2 separate regions of the Pan troglodytes genome follow, and region 1 is linked to region 2. Evidence: chromatin contacts called from public Hi-C data. All regions are on one chromosome and are shown on one strand. Each heading gives the region's core, a stretch centred on a gene start, on an enhancer-like site or on the middle of the called end of the contact. The rest is flanking DNA. Distances are from core to core; before and after follow the strand shown.

Region 1 (2,706 bases), core at 144-2,643, 130 kb after region 2:
AAAAATGTGTACACTGATGTTTATAGCACCATTATTCATAACAGCTAAAAAGTAGAAACAACCCAAATATGGTATTTCCATACAATGGAATACTATTTGGCAGTAACACATAAATGAGTTTGAGACATGGATGAGTCTGAAAGCATTACACCAAGTGCAAGAAACCAGAGTCACAAAGGACCATGTGTTATTTGATCCCATTTACATGAAATATTTATAATAGTCAAATCCATAGAGATGGAAAGTAGATTAGTGGTTGCCAGGGATTGAGAGTCAGAGGAATATGGAGTGACTGCGAATGGGTCTGGGGTTTCTTTTTGAGGTGATGAAAGTGTTCTAAAATTAGTTAGTACAGTTACATAACTCTGAATATACTAAACACAACTGAATCATACACCATGAAAGGGTGTACTTCATGGTATGTGGATTCTATCCCAATAAAGCTGTTATAAAAAGTGCTGTATTTAGTGAAAGCTTTAAATACTCTGACAGGGAATTTGGATTTTTGTCTTTAAAGCAATGATGTGTAGCCTTGCAGAGTTATAAGTCAAGAACAGCATGATGAGAACATCATTGTGGGAGCATTTGAAGAATGGTGGTCAGATCAGTGTTGCAGCAGACTAGATCTAGCTGCTTAGAATATTTTATCCTGTTTTCTGCCCTTCACAAGTATGAACATTTTATGTTACATATTCTGAATTCAAAATTTTTAACTTTATACGTGCTAATATTTTATAATTTCTATCTTGCTCTCCTTTTTAAAAAATAAACTGCTCAAGGTGATTGAAAAAAAGAATAGCAGTTGCAGAATGTTAGAGATAATACTGACTTTTAAATTTACCTTTGTGTGTAACCTTGACTACAGTCAATTTAGAGATAGCAAAATATGACTTATTTTAGGCAGAAGACCAAGATTCTTGGTGAATCATAAAGCTTTAAAGACCCTTTATTAATAAACATGGATTTTACTAAGGAAAGGCTTAGAAGTGAAGTTTCTTAAGGACTTTCAATTGTCTGTTTCCCCTTTTTGTGAAATATCTTAATACTGCCAAATAAATTACATATTGGAAGATATTTCTAACATCATAGAAAGCAAAAGAACAGTAATCATTTTAGCTCTATGTTTTTTTCAATTAACCCTAAAAAACTGTAATTTAAAAACTGTTAGCCTTTAGGAAATTCTAGACTGATGTACCACTTGAAATAATTGTATTCATAAGTCAACCCTATAGGAAATATTGACCTTGGTAAACCACTCATCAGTAGTTAGTGTCATAATTTTTCTGTTAAATATATGCTGGTGTTAGTAAATCTATTTTTAGAAGAGTACATTGTGTACAGCAACCATTTTGGACAAACACTGTGTAACTTGTAAATAGAGAGTGTGCCCTCCTGTGGTCATTGGTAACAAAAATCTCAGCTATAATCATCCTAGCTTTCTGAGTTCACATTTGTCTGCTCTTCCATAGTAGAATCACCCATACTCTGAATTTCTTCTCAGTAAGTAAAAAACCATAGCATGATTTTTAAATGGTGGCAGTTGTCTTATTTGGAGGAGATGCTAAAGGAGAATCCTACCAGAGAAAAGATATCAAAGTGTGAGGAGAGGCAAGTAGTTGTGATGGTGCTTGAAAAGCTTTATGACTATTATACCTGAATATTTTTCAGATACTCTCTACCTCCTTTACAGAATGCTGCCAGAATGATATTCTGGTTTTATTTCTATTTCATCATTTATATATGTTTTCTTCCTAGAGAAAGGAGCTAGTATCCAGCACTGTCTATTTGAAACATCTATCCCATTTTATGGAAATTAAGTTTAATTTGAAATAAGTCTTCAAATCTCTTTTGTACTGCCTTGAGTGTTTATTAGTTATGGGGATTTTGTTTGAAGGAACAATTTTTAAATGAATTTTCCCTGCAAATTTTATTAATTTATATGAGATCTCTTAATATCTTTGTTCTTCTTAGAGTTAAATGGTTAAATTTTATATTTTCAGCAATGGCGGTGTCTCATATCTTAGATCTTTGGCTGGTATTTTTAGTGCCCTAGTATTCTTAGAAGAATTCCACTGTTAATGGTGTTACCATCTCTTGCCAGGTGATTCACTGATTTTCACCAATCCATTAATAAGAGAGTGTTGCAACTAGGAATAAATCTGGTCACATGAATGGATCTTTCTGTGATCAGGGAATGGCATGTATTGTTCTTCATTGGTGGTATGAAAATTATTTGTAGTTAACAGTTTAAAATATCAAATTGAAAGTTCTGATCCAATTATAAAATATTTTAAATTGACAAAGACTTACTGCCATTTTAATATAGTTTCTTCTTATCTATATGTGTATTATATATAATATATATTGTTATATGTACACATAAATACACATAATATAATTATGTGTACTTATATACATAATTATACAGTTGTAAATGCCAGGAATCTATAATTTGATTTTTTAAAGTGATTTTTAATATGTGGCTTACAAAAATAGGTTTTGCATTGAACTACATGTATTTGACTGTACCATCAGGTGTGTTTAAAAGGATGCAGGGGGCCTGTTTTCATAATTATATACACAATTGTGTTAGCCTTTCATATCCTAAAGCTTTTAAATGAAAAAATATAAGGCTAGTTAATTAGTTCAACTAGCCTTTGAATGAATAGCAATACAGTGTAATACTTAAAGGCTCAGACTGTGGAG
Region 2 (2,807 bases), core at 188-2,687:
GCTCTGTCAGATTCAGACATTATGTTTCCATATAATAGTATAACCCGGGTCCGGGAAATTTATAAATCATTACTTTTAAACTTTACAGAATCTGATTGCACGGGACTGGCAGGGAGCCAGGAATCTGCATTTTTATCAAGCCCACCGGCTGCTACTAGTACAGGTGGTCTGTGGCTCAGACTTTGGAACACTGTGCTATAAGGAATTGTGAGTCATTGTCAGGTTAGCATGGAGGAACTGGTAACACAGATGAACATTGCACCTGGATTCCAGGCCAGGCTTTGGCAGTCTGTATGACCGACCCTGGGTAAGACAATTTAATTCTCTGAGACTAAAGGCCTCAGGACTAGCAGAGGACCTTCAAAAATTTAGAAATAGCTTCTAAATTATGGCCCAAAGGCCTACAGATTTGGAGCACTGGTCCAAACAGAAGGACCAGGGTTCTGCAGGCATGCCCTGAACACTCACTGAAGTTCTTCATTGCAGAAAACTCCAGCAGCCAAGGTGGAACCTCTTGCCCAGGGCTGCAGTCCTAGAACTCTGTGGTCATGGGATGCAAGAACTGCATCTTTGCTCTCAGCCATTTCCAAGTAGGAGAAAGGGAAAGGAAGAAGATTCTATTTATGTAGTGCATTATATGCATTATTTTTTAAATTCTCACTTAACCCTAGTATCATTAGTCTCCTTTTGAAGATGAGAGAATTGAAGATCAAAGATGTGAAATAACTTGCCCCAATTCCCCCAGGTCTCATGGCTATAGAATGCTTGAACTGAAATTTCAGTTCATGTCTTCCAAGATCCAGGTTCCATGTTCTTTCCACAAAACCATTCAGAACTGGAAGTTTTGCTATGGCCATCCTGAAGGCCTGGCTGTTTGGAAACCCTCCAGATACCCTCATCTCACCCTGACATCCATCCCACACCTGTTCACCACTCTACTTCAGAATCTCACACACCCTCTGTCTTTCCTCCATCCCTGACCTCCAGCTGATCGCTCAGCTGCACTCATTTCTTATCCCTACAACTTCTTGACTCCCAGTAATTAAAATACATCAGCTGCCACTTCTCCTGGGCTGAGGAGGATGTTTCTGGCCCACAACTACTCCAGCCACTGACTTCAAGATCAAGTCAGCTGGGTCCTGGAAAACTCAGTGTATCCCTAAGGATTTCCATGAATTGAGAATCTTTAAATGAATGCTTAAGAGGCATTTGTGCACTTACTGATTCTAACCCACACATACACAAGCACATACACACAAACAAATATGCACACACAATACACATACACATACACATACACACACAGAGATCTCTTCTCAACTCAGGGCAGAGATATAGAAAACCCTGGGGGAGAAACCAGTGCCCTTCTATTAGGAGATGACACATCAAACTTCAACTTCCTAATAATAGTGATTATTCTGGGATGCTGGGCACCCCCTAGTGGGAGTAATGGAGAGAGAAGACAGACTGTTTTGGTGCTGTTCTCAGTAACCCATTCCACCCACAACTTCCTGCCCCTTCGCTGCCTTCTCCTTCCAGCCCATCTCACTGTTCTTGGAATGATTCATTCTTCCCACGATGATTGGGCCTTTTGCCCCATAAAACCCTCCCTCTCTTTACAGACATAATGGACTAAAACTAAGCAGAAGGCAACTCAGGCAGAACAGCAGGAAAAACTTCCTATGGGGAGAGCGCTTAAAATCTGAAATGAACTTACAAGGCAAACTAAGTAAGACCTAACTGCACTGGGCAGAACAATAGAGAATATCTCAGAAAGATATTCTTGGAGGTGAAGAGGATGAGGGAAAAGCTATTTCCCTGATTTCATATATTAATGCCCCCATCCAACACTCTCAGACTGATTTCATGACAATATAAATGCCCTGTGCTACGTCTAACCCCTTTTAAGGCCAAGAGAACACCCAACATTTATACATTTGAAATAAACAGATGAAGCCTGTCCCAGCAGAGTGGCAGCTCATCCATGAACTGGGCACTATGTAGCAATGTGGGACATTCTGAACATTTGTGTACTAATACCCACTCTTTTCAAGGCCACTGCCATAGCTCCCCACGACGGGATGAGTCCTACTATATTGTAAACAATAAAGTGTTTTCTGAGTGTTTACGTTATACCAGGCTCAAGATTCGTAAGCATTTTTAAGACATGCCCACATCTAGTTCAGTCCCTTCTCCAAACAAGGGCCTTAATAAAAGATAGGGAGAGTAACATATTTAAGTACATGCGCAAAGAATCCTTCTGGGCATATTCACAGTTCTTATTTTAGTTAAGTATTTGATAACTTGTTCACTGGGTGAGGGGCCAGCCAGTCTCATCTTGGGGACCAGTGCCTGTCTCTAGTAGATGTGATAATTATACAGCACCCACCTTCATGCAGAGCTTTGGTTGTTATGATCTTATTCCTTCCTAGATTTGAGTCATCAGCTCATTAGTGCCCATTCAACTTAGCCTTCCTCTGATGAATCCTCTAAAACCTTGCTCATAATTTTACCGATACCAGCACAGGATTTTCCCTGCTATGCCTCCTGCTTCATCTGGAGCCTAGTGACTTGGAGAGTCTAATCTCACAACTGCTTACAATGTTAATCCCTTTCATCTCTTCTTTTAGAACCATGTGGTGATGTTCATCTTTCTGACAACCAAGAACCTTGGAAGAATCTCTCGCCTCAGGCGCTCCTATTTTGGTGCCTAGCTCGGCCGCCTTCCAAATCACCAGAGGCATCATAGAATGCAACTGTCTGTGGAGGGTTGGAGGACGAATTGGACACAAATTCATTGGACGGCT

What was found. A called contact is a pair of places that touch in the nucleus more often than the background predicts.
Region 1: a contact with region 2 is called in a Hi-C map of blood, with 3 times the contacts expected there. The contact joins two enhancer-like sites. A contact is called at or near these places in 2 of 7 Hi-C or Micro-C datasets (blood and stem cell-derived neural progenitor cells).

What each region holds. Positions count from the first base shown.
Region 1 is chr12:83,398,553-83,401,258 of NHGRI_mPanTro3-v2.0_pri, forward strand. All of the region lies in intron 1 of MAP4K3 (mitogen-activated protein kinase kinase kinase kinase 3), which reads left to right. Among named protein-coding and RNA genes, the nearest start is that of MAP4K3, 57 kb to the left of the region's middle. Within about 2 kb of position 1,394, at least 6 of the 24 cell types and tissues checked have an H3K27ac peak or open chromatin away from gene starts, as enhancers often do.
Region 2 is chr12:83,264,759-83,267,565 of NHGRI_mPanTro3-v2.0_pri, forward strand. All of the region lies in intron 2 of LOC129135347, which reads right to left. Among named protein-coding and RNA genes, the nearest start is that of MAP4K3, 77 kb to the right of the region's middle. Within about 2 kb of position 1,438, at least 11 of the 24 cell types and tissues checked have an H3K27ac peak or open chromatin away from gene starts, as enhancers often do.